Regions from separate parts of the Danio rerio genome. Here region 2 is linked to region 1. Evidence: chromatin contacts called from public HiChIP or PLAC-seq data. All regions are on one chromosome and are shown on one strand. Each heading gives the region's core, a stretch centred on a gene start, on an enhancer-like site or on the middle of the called end of the contact. The rest is flanking DNA. Distances are from core to core; before and after follow the strand shown.

Evidence for each region. HiChIP or PLAC-seq counts read pairs in DNA pulled down with a chosen protein or histone mark.
Region 2: an H3K4me3 HiChIP or PLAC-seq map of gastrula embryo shows a contact between it and region 1, with 2.7 times the contacts expected there. The contact joins the promoter of sfrp1b here to the promoter of ppp3ccb in region 1. A contact is called at or near these places in 2 of 4 datasets of contacts at active chromatin or transcription factors (embryo and gastrula embryo).

What each region holds. Positions count from the first base shown.
Region 1 is chr10:25,045,809-25,051,406 of GRCz12tu, reverse strand. ppp3ccb (protein phosphatase 3, catalytic subunit, gamma isozyme, b) reads right to left here and starts at 2,163. Exons shown (of 14, transcript NM_001080594.2): 1 at 1,799-2,163. The coding sequence starts at 1,850. All of the region lies in intron 1 of htr7b (5-hydroxytryptamine (serotonin) receptor 7b), which reads left to right.
Region 2 is chr10:25,232,821-25,238,418 of GRCz12tu, reverse strand. sfrp1b (secreted frizzled-related protein 1b) reads left to right here and starts at 2,998. Exons shown (of 3, transcript NM_001083571.1): 1 at 2,998-3,593; 2 at 5,271-5,351. The coding sequence starts at 3,098.

The sequences.
Region 1 (5,598 bases), core at 914-3,413:
ATTCATTATATAATAGAAAACAAAAAATATACTAATCATGTGTGTGTATATATATATATTAGGCAGTGGCGCAGTAGGTAGTGCTGTTGCCTCACAGCAAGAAGGTCGGTGGTTCGAACCTCGGCTCAGTTGGCGTTTCTGTGTGGAGTTTGCATGTTCTCCCTGCCTTCGCGTGGGTTTCCTCCGGGTGCTCCGGTTTCCCCCACAGTCCAAAGACATGCGGTACAGGTGAATTAGGTAGGCTAAATTGTCCGTAGAGTATGAGTGTGTGTGAATGTTTCCCAGAGATGGGTTGCGGCTGGAAGGGCATCCGCTGCGTAAAAACTTGCTGGATAAGTTGGCGGTTCATTCCGCTGTGGTGACCCCGGATTAATAAAGGGACTAAGCCGACAAGAAAATGAATGAATGATTATATATATAGTGCTCAGTAGTCATGGGCCAGTATAAGATTCTGACTGTATGATAACCTTGAATAAAAATATCATGGTTTCGCAGTATTGCAATTACTGCTCTAAAATATATTCTTTTAAAATGTCTGGGTAAAATCAAAAAACATTTTTCCCCTTTTAAACACAATATACTTTATGTTAAGAAACATTTAAAATGTTTTGGAACAGTAAACATGTCTGGCTAAATCATTCAAATGAATTCTTGACTTATGCGGTCTTCATTAAAAATCAGTACTGAAAGCAAATCTGGAGCTTATCTAACAAAATAACTTACAATAACAGTCCAAAAAAACTAGTATACACATATTTATGTAATAGAAAAACATAAAATACATTTTTTTAAAAAAAAGAGGAAAATCAAGAGAAGCAAAAAAAATGAACAGAAATCTTGCTTAAATTTTGTAGATTGTTTTTTTTTTTTATATTTTGCTCTAATTTAATTGAAACATCTTTCAATTTCTAAATATGTTTGGTAACTAAAATATTATTTTAATAAATATATCTGCTTAATAAATCTATTTTGTTTAAATACACCAAAATACATTGCCTATATTCACTAAGAAATTAATTTCAAAAAGGGGTGTACTCAATTATGCTGAGCACTATATATATATATATATATATATATATATATATATATATATATATATATATATATATATATATATATATGACAAACACACACACACACACACACACAAGTATGATTAACCTCTCATTTTAAGATTTATAACACTGTTACGTTCAAAAAGTATTTCATGTCATGCAAATGAGATTGCAATGCATATCAAAGTCAACCAAAGCCTGTTTACACTAAAAAGGAGTTTCATACATCCTTCATTTTAGAATTGTTGTCTAATCAGCATCTATAGACAGAGACACGACCAAAACGCCAGATATAGAGAAGTGAAAAATACAAAGACCTGCAATGCAAAGCTTGATACAGCTTTGGTAGTTTCATTTTCATGAATTTCACGTGTTTTGCATATCCAGACCACTACAAGTATCATGCATCTCCACTAATATCCCATAATGGCCTAATTCACTAATAAGAGCTTTGCCTCTGCGTAATGTTTGCACACTAGAGCTTAAAACTTCATTGATCTCATTTAATTCACGCTAATTCATCCCATGCAGCCCGAGCCAGCCTGTCAAATTAGCCATCAACATGTGTCATTTCACTTTCTAAGTTATCCAAAAGTCAGTCAACACAACAGATGTCCTCGCTTGCTTATATTTATATTAGACATAAACTGAATGTCACCCATCAGCTACCAGAGCGGGTTACGTTAGCTAACACAAAACCCACCCGAACTGTACAAAAACGCAGTTTCACAAAGAAAATGTACCTTTCACGAGCCGTTCGGTGGTGGATTGTTTATTCTGATCCTTCCCCGACATTCTTCAGTGTTTCTCGGTGGAATATTTGTAATTCCTTGTTGTAGCTGAACCCAGCTAGTCGTGTTAGCCCGCTAGCTCGGCTAAGCTACTGACAAAAGTCCTGACCGCTCCGCTGTGAAAGCGGGGAAACGGAGTCAGAGAGCTCGTCCGGGTCGCTTTACTGATATGTTCGCTCAAACGGTGGGGGAAAGGGGAAGGGGGAGCCCACTGCAACGGCAGAGTTTTATTTTCTGCCGTGTCTGTCCTTCGGGTTTGCTCACACAGGCGACCCAGCTGCTGTCAATTTCTCTGAGGGAGTAGCGATGTCCGACTCGTAGACGAATCGTTCATTTGAGTCGGATCATCTCAGGGAATCGTTTGAACCTGTTCATAAACCCAGCCTGAACGGTTCGCAGACGAAAAGGACTCGGTTCTCGAGTCAACACTTCACCGATTCACTGAACTGAGAACCGTAGAGAGCGAGTTGAGCAAAAACCTAACTAATCACTGATAAAATGCATATTCAGATGTTTTATTAACAGCTTTGTTCATTTGAAAACATAACATTTACAAGCAAAACATTTATTGTAAAACACAATACATACACACATAGACATAAATATGGCTGACTCTAATAAAACATCGTCAACAAAAAAGCGTTTGAGTACATAACGTTATATATAAATTTTGTGTGTGTGTGTGTGTGTGTATATATATATATATATATATATATATATATATATATATATATATATATATATATATATATATATATATATATATATATATATATATATATATATATATGTGTGTGTGTGTGTGTGTGTGTGTGTGTGTGTGTGTATAAGGTTTAAAAATAGATTTTAAAAAATAATAAAATGCAAAAACCTACACAAATCTACAGCATATCAGTTACAATCGATTTCCAGTATAATTTACAACTTAAAGTAATTGTTTATTTTTATTATTATTTTTTTAACTTCATTTGAAAATGTTTGTGAACATTTGTAGCACTTCTTGTCTAAACAATAAATTTTACTAAACGTTTAATTGAATTAATGCCACTGGTATAGTTTTTATAGGAAATTAAATGATTTTTATAGAACTATTAAACTCATCTAACTCAGTCGGGATGCCATTAAAATATGCAAAATATGTAAAAATTTAAATTACATAGAGGGAGAAAATACTTATTTATGTCACTAGCTTTTAGCTTCTTTTCTTAAAAAATTACACATGGGCGTAAAAAGGAGTCAGAAAAAGCAATAGCCGTATCCCATTTTTTAACAACAAAAACAGAATTATATAGTAATATACAAACTGATATGCCATATTGTACATAAAAACATTCAGTAATTAAAAATATCATATTCTTTAGGATTATTACACATCTTTGCTGTTTAATTAACAATGTTCTCAAACTTGTGCAGTAGCGCAGTCTCTTAAAGGAAATGAACAAAATTTGGCTTTGATCCAGTCCATTTTTACGCATATGAAACTTTACCATTATAGTAAAAAGTTGTACTAGAAAGGTAAGTTTTTGCATTTATTTACATAATTAATGCAAATGTCAAAAATATGTAAAGTAGCTTTTAGTTTACGTTGCCACGTCAGTGACGCAATAACGCCATGACGTAAAAGAATCGATAAATTTGTTGTAGCTCCGAACCTTTAAAATGAACTGTCCAAAAGAACCGATTCCCGAAAATGACTCGTACTTCATCTGTATGAGGAAAGAGAGGCGGGGGTGCCTGAGGCGCGCGACAATAAAAAGGCTCTCGCTCGAGATTTTGGCAGTTTTTGTAAAGCGATCACAGCGGCTCTTTAATACTAAAATGTTTTCAATTTGTTTTTACTGTAACGCTCAAATTCATGTTTGTCTTTCCGCTTTCTTGCTCGATCCACTGAGTCGCCCTGACTCCCTTCTTGCGGATTAAACTCTAATCCATAGTGCAAACGGATTTCCTACAATATGGCGGCCTGTGCTCAGCACGCACATTTGTGGGTAGTGTAGTCTTTAACATAAATAGGATATCTAGGCGAGTTGTGCATGGTTACAAATAATCATAATAATCATCCGAACACCACGATATACAGAAGCCCAAGCAGGAGAAGGTCAGAATAGTGAATGGTAAATTAGAGGATTCATAAACTGTAATCAAGCATCGTCACCTAGTGGTCAAATTGAGGAGCCTGATTCTTTAATGTTCACTAGGTTATAAACCAAACTAGGCTATTTCTTTATGCTAAAAGAGAAAATAAATGTGGTTCTACACTAGCAGGGAAACTTTTGAATTGAGAATAATCTAAGAAATCCAGAATATTGATCTATTGATTGAACTAAAAAAAAAAGTCTTTGTTTCAGTTCTCTGTGGTTTGTAAACTTGACTTGCTCTAAAAGCTACATTAAAAATAAAAATGTGTTTTACACAATTAGAAAATGTTAGAATTGAGAAGTGAGAGGACACAAAATCCATAAGCAGTAGTCCAGCATTGTCATCTAGTGGTCAATTTGAGAAATGTCCTTTTTTTTCATTTGTTGATTACCTTGTAACCTGTATCAATAAACGTGGTTGCTGACCTACTCTTGTAATTTGTTACGCTGAAAAAAATGGTTTTGCCCAATAGTGATATGCAGATCACAGTAAATTCATTTATTCATTCATTTTCTTTTCAGCTTAGTCCCTTTTCTAATCTGGGGTGGCCACAGCTGAATAAACGACCAATCCTTTTACGTAACGCTGGGAAACACCCATACACTCTTGCATTCACACACATACACTACGGCCAATTTAGTTTTCTCAATTTATATACACCCCTATGTCTTTGGACTGTGGGGGAAACCGGAGCAACCAGAGGAAACCCACACAAACACGGGGAGAACATGCAAACTTTACAGAGAAATGCCAACTAACTCAGCCGGGGCTCGAACCAGTGACCTTCTTGCTGTGAGGTGATCATGCTACCCATTGTGCCACCATGACGCTTATCACAGTAAATGTAAGGTCTAAACAAGAGATGCCCAAAATAGGGCCCATGGGCCAAAGTTGGCCCATGGTAACCTTTGATTTGTCCCGCCATCCCATCTGAGAAAATTTGGGAGAGTGAATGGTTTTGAGATTGTCAATTCAAACTCAATGTAACCCTTTGTTTGTTTTATTGTTAAAAGAATGGAATGTTTCAATTAAATGCTGTAAATGAATCAGATTTTGTTTAAATGTACATATTGTCATCTGACAATGCAGAGACTTTGGTGAGCAAATCAAGTCAAAGGCAGAGTCTGTTTGCCTAGTGTATTCAAAGTTTAACTCCTCTGTGTTATAAATGCGATTGTTTGATATAATATAAAACGTTATACTGCATTTTAATATAATTTTAAGTAATGTTTTATATTTACTTTGAACACTATGAAATAAACTATAAAATGACTCATGGCAACTTTGATGTAATTTAGTTTGATATATTTACTTTCGGCCTACCGCTCTCAATGATATTAGTTTTTTTGGCCCTTCATAGGAAAAAGTTTTGGCACCCCTGGTCTAAACTCATGTTTTACTACATAATAAAAACCTCAGCATGGAAAAAGATGAGCACTTTGCTGATTTTTATGCTGAAATTCATGCAGAGAAACTTTTTTTTTTTTTTTTTTTTAGCAGAAACAAGACAGTGAAGTTTTAAGGTTAGTGATTGCAAACAATGCAAACAAAGTTTTTTTTCTTTTTTAAGGTTAGTGATTGCAAACAATGTATATGGACCCATATTAAATTCA
Region 2 (5,598 bases), core at 1,749-4,248, 190 kb before region 1:
TGACAAACACTGTTATAAATCAGCCTGTGGAACTTTTATAGAATTGGATCAGACATTTTACAGATGCACCACCGACACAGTCCATGTATACAGCCATTTTCACTTACATTTTATTAGTCTGTTACACAAGAGCTCTGCAACCCAAACTCTTTAACAAATGCAGCTGTAAGCATGTCAGCTTTACTATTTTTACCAATTTCTGTTTGCTGAAAGACTCTTGAAAGGATTTCATCTACTCTGAGCTTTTATGTTTGTTTTGTTTTCGGATTTATGCATGCAGATCAATGGTTAATTTTCAAACTGACCAGATAAAAGTCCTTTTTATGATGCAATTATTGTATTTTGATGATATATGCTAGCAAAATTTCACAAATAGTGTGATATGGCTCAATATTAGTAAAAAGTTGCATCCTTTCAACATGGGCATTTGCTCAGTGCATTTGTTGACTTTACCTTGGTTGTGTTGAAAGTAAAAAAAAAAAATTCTTTGTTTGTACACCTATGTTGAGTATGTTCAATTTAAAAGTCCTATATACAGACTCATATACAGATGCAGTGGCACAGTAGGTAGTGCTGTCGCCTCACATAAAGAAGGTAATGGGTTGGAGCCTCGGCTGGGTCAGTTGGCTTTTCTGTGTGGAGTTTGCATGTTCTCCCTGCATTTGCGTGGGTTTCCTCCGGGTGCTCCGGTTTCTCACACAGTCCAAAGACATGTGGTACAGGTGAATTGGGTAGGCTAAATTGTCCGTAGTGTATGAGTGTGAATGAGTGTGTGTGTGGATGTTTCCCAGAGATGGGTTGGGGTTGGAAGGGCATCCGCTGCATAAAAACATGCTGGATAGGTTGGCGGTTCATTCCGCTGTGGTGACCCTGGATTAATAAAGGGACTAAGCCGAAAAGAAAATGAATGAGTGAATGAATATACTGACTCACTCATAAAGACATTCTCTCATCGCTGGCAGAACCTGCACTGAAATCAGCATCAGTAAAACACTGACCATTTTTTAAAAGCAAATTAAATCCTCAGCAACAACTTTTTGCTCTGGAACAATTAATAGATTAATTAGACCAAATACTGCCTGTTAGATATACCCTAAACTAATGATGTACCTATTGGGACTTACACAAGTGCCAGTGGTAGATTCCAGAAGAAACGGCAGAGGTAAAAATACTAGCTTCATAAATGATGAGCTGACACACTAAAGCTCAGATCTCTAAAATCTCAAAGACAATATGTAGACATCTTTATAAACCACAAGTTCAAACAATTAAATAAACTATATATATATATATATATATATATATATATATATATATATATATATATATATATATATATATATATATATATATATATATATATATATATATATATATATATATATATAATAACAAAAAAAATAAACACTAATTCAGACCATTAAAAACTACAATAGCTACTTACGGTGGTACTAAAATCACTTTAAGATTTGATATTTGATATTTGATTGAATGAAAAAATTTACTCATGGAAAAGTACACATTTTTAAAACTATTTAGTAAATTATAATTTCTGAGAAAAACTACACAATTACAGTAATTTGAGTACTTGTAATTAGTTACTTTACACCACTGTTAATAGCAATAGTACAATAAAATAAAGTGTGAGCCTATTATCTTTAATAATTCTAGATTTAGTTCATTTATGCTTGTTTTAAAATATTTTTTCTGTTTTTAATCAATTGTAAAAATGTATAGTTTATTTTGTTTTAAGCCCCCCCACCCCTCATTTTTGCAAATTTCTAAAAAGTACACAATCTAAACATATACTCTACCCGACAAAAGTCTTGTCGTCAATTCCAGTTGTAAGAGCAACCAATAATAACTTGACTTTTAGTTGATTATTTGGAAAAGTGACAGAAGGTATAGACTTTTCAGATGAATCATCTGTTGAACTACACCTCCATAATCACAAATACTGCAGAAGAGCTATTAGAACCTGTATGGACCTAAAGTTCTCGCAAAAATCAGTCAAGTTTGGTGAAGAAAAAAATCATGGTTTGGGGTTACATTATGTGTGGGGGCGTGAGAGAGATCTGCAGAGTGGATGGCAACATCAACAGCTCGAGGAATCAAGCCATTTGTGCTGTACATTACATTACAAACCACTGGAGCGGGCAAATTCTTCAGCAGGATAGTGCTCCTTCTCATACTTCTGCCTTCACATCAAAGTTCCTGCAAGCAAAGAAGGTCAAGGTGCTCCAGGATTGTTCAGTCACCAGATATGAACATTGTTAAGCATGTCTGGGTAAGGTGAAGGAGGAGGCATTGAAAATTAATTACAAGAATCCCAATGAACTCTGGGAGTCCTGCAAAAATGATTTTTTTTCATTCCAGATGACTTTATTCACAAGTTATTAGAGTCATTGCAGAGATGGATGTATGCAGTCGTCCAAGCTCATGGGAGTCATACACAGTAGGCTATTATTGTTTTTCCACTGCACCATGAGTTAATATTCTACACTGTACATTATTTCTGTTAAATGCCTGCTTAATAATTTAGCAGTTTTGTTTCCTTTGCAACGTTTCTTCTGTATTTATTTAAGAAACCACAGAAATCAAAAAATGTACTTTAAAAGTGTATTCACAATGTATTGTAAATATGACAAACCCGACCCTTCATGCTTTTACGACCCCTTCGACCCAAAATGAGTGATTCGTTCGTGAATTGATCATCATCAGCATCATCATTAGACAGAAATGTTTAAGTCTGTTTCCCACGCGCACAGCATATAGGCTACTTGTTACCAAACAGGCGCAAAAGGGTTAACTATAATAGATTCAGTTTCGCGTTGCATAAAAAAGGTAATTTGTCATTCAAGAGCATTGAGCAATCCTATCGTTAAGCCAAGCCGGTTGCATTACTATTGGTTGTTTCTTTGAAACGCGTTCATTAACTCTCGCGACGCGCACCGAAAAGCAGCGCGCGCCCAACACTTATCAAAACTGAAGAGACTGAGGACGAGTGCGCGCGGTAGCGTACTAATGCAAACAGAGCTCTTAACACAGCGACGCATGTGGATATAACTGTTCGGTACAGTATTTTCGTCCTTGTGCCATGAAGAACCTTGCCCTGAAGCTGTGGCTCTCCATCGCTCCGTTTCTTTGTCTGCCGCTGCTCAATGCCTTGGAGGATGAGGACTACATCTGGCCACCGGACAGTTCCGACAAACACCCGCCGTGTGTGGACATTCCCGAGGACCTGAGGCTGTGTTTTAACGTTGGCTACGGGAGGATGATGCTCCCCAATCTACTGGACCATGAGACCATCGCGGAGGTGAAGCAGCAGGCGGTCAGCTGGGTTCCGCTGGTGCACAAAGCCTGTCACAAGGGCACACAGGTCCTGCTCTGTTCGCTCTTCGCCCCAGTGTGCCTCGACAGACCCCTATACCCGTGCCGCTGGTTCTGCGAGGCTGTCCGGGACAGTTGTGCCCCCATCATGCAGGCGTTTGGCTTTCCCTGGCCAGAAATGCTCAGATGTGATAAGTTTCCTTTGGGCGAGGTTTGCATTTCATCGAACGCCACCAAGAGTAATGAAACAGACTTAATCGCAGGTGAGTTTATGTGTGTATTTGTATTGAATTTTTCGTTATTCTGCTTTTTAATCCTGTATATTAAACATAGAATTTTTCTGTTAAGTTACGCTGTTTCTAAATAGGCTATTGTATTTATGTATTTACTTTATGTAATTTTATTTAGCTACTTTACATAAAAAAACTTTAAGACTTTAACATTTTAATCAGGTTTTTATTATTATTATTAAGTATTTATTTATTTAAATCAAAAATTTAAATGATTTAAATGATTTATTTGAATCTCATTTAATAATATTTTGTACATAAATTTCATTTGTTAATATTTTTGTTATATTATTGTTTAATTATTTAATACTAACAACATGTTTATCTCAATAAAATGCTAGATCTTTTCATTCATTTCAGGATTCATTTTTACATTTTTTTATGATTTTTCTCTGTCCATCTTATGAATTATTGATAAAAATTGTCAAACAAACTATACATATTTATTTTAACAACACACATAGTTAACATTTAACAACAATTTCCACATAATACAGCTTTAAATACAAAATTGTATATATATTATTCCATACATACACTTTTCAAATTGTATATAGTTGAAGTCAGAATTATTAGCCCCCTGAATTATAAGCCCACTGTTTATTTTTCCCCAATTTCTGTTTAACGGAGAACATTTTTTTTCAACACATTTCTGAACTTAATTTTTTAATAACTCATTTCTAATAACGGATTTGTTTTATCTTTGCCATGATGACAGTAAATAATATTTCCCTAAATATTTTTCAAGACATTTCTATACACCGTAAAGTGACATTTAAATGCTTAGCTAGGATATTAGGTTAACTAGACAGGTTAGGGTCATTAGGCAAGCAATTTTATAAAGATGGTTTGTTTTACAGACAGTCGAAAAAATAAATAGCTTAAAGGGGCTAATCATTTTGACCTTAAAATGGTTCATAAAAAATTTAAAACTGCTTTTATTCTAGTGATTCTGTTAACTGTCGCTGTCATTGTGTTGCACTGTGGAAACCTCTGCCATGAAAACAAAGTCTTCTTATGTGTAAACATTCCTGGAAATAAAGCTTTTACTGATTCTGATTCTAGTTGTTTGCAAAGAACCCCTGTAGGGGAGCCCAGAGTGTTGTAGACAATCATTATAGTAAACAGTGTCAATCTTATCTGTAAAATATAATATAGTTTTAATAGTGTTCATTTACAATTCTCATTTAAATGCATCTTTGTTTAATAAATTGTTTTAAATTTCCTTACTATTATTATTAGTAATCAGCAGGCGTCAACACTTTTTTTCTGTAGTGTATGGTTTTATAATGCTAATTGTGTGCTAAAATCTGTTTGTGATGCATGAATGACAAGGTTACTGATGTCAGTATTTTGCACAAGATATTTTAAAGTGGTGTCAAAGTCCTAAACATGGAGTAATCAATTTGCAAACTGTATATTATTGTAAGAGTTTAAATAGAAGGAAAAAAGTGCCTTTTTACCGGACATGATTTGATAAATATTTAAACTATTTTACTATATATACAAACTGTATATGAATATATTATATAAATTATGTAAGTAATATTGTGAAGAATTGCTAACAAGCTAATGAACAATCATTATTGCATTCATCCCCTGTGGCAGGACATTTGGATTGAATCTTTCCTCTTTTTTCTTCTTCTGCAGGTGGCTCATCTGTTTGTCCAGCATGTGAAAATGAGATGAAAACAGATTTGATTCTGGATCAGATGTGTGCCAGTGAATTTGGTAAAGAGACACTGATATTAATTGATGCATTAAAGTTATTATTAGTGTAATAATATTGTATTAACTTTGAAACACCAAACAAAAATAGTTCAGACTGCATCTAAATATATCATATTTAAAAACCTTTAATAAATAAATTAAAGATGAATTAACATTAAAAAGGATATTGTCAGTAAGAAGTTGCTTAACAACTAAGAAGTACGATATAGTCAGTAAGAAGGTGAAGAGAATAAACGATTGTCTCTGA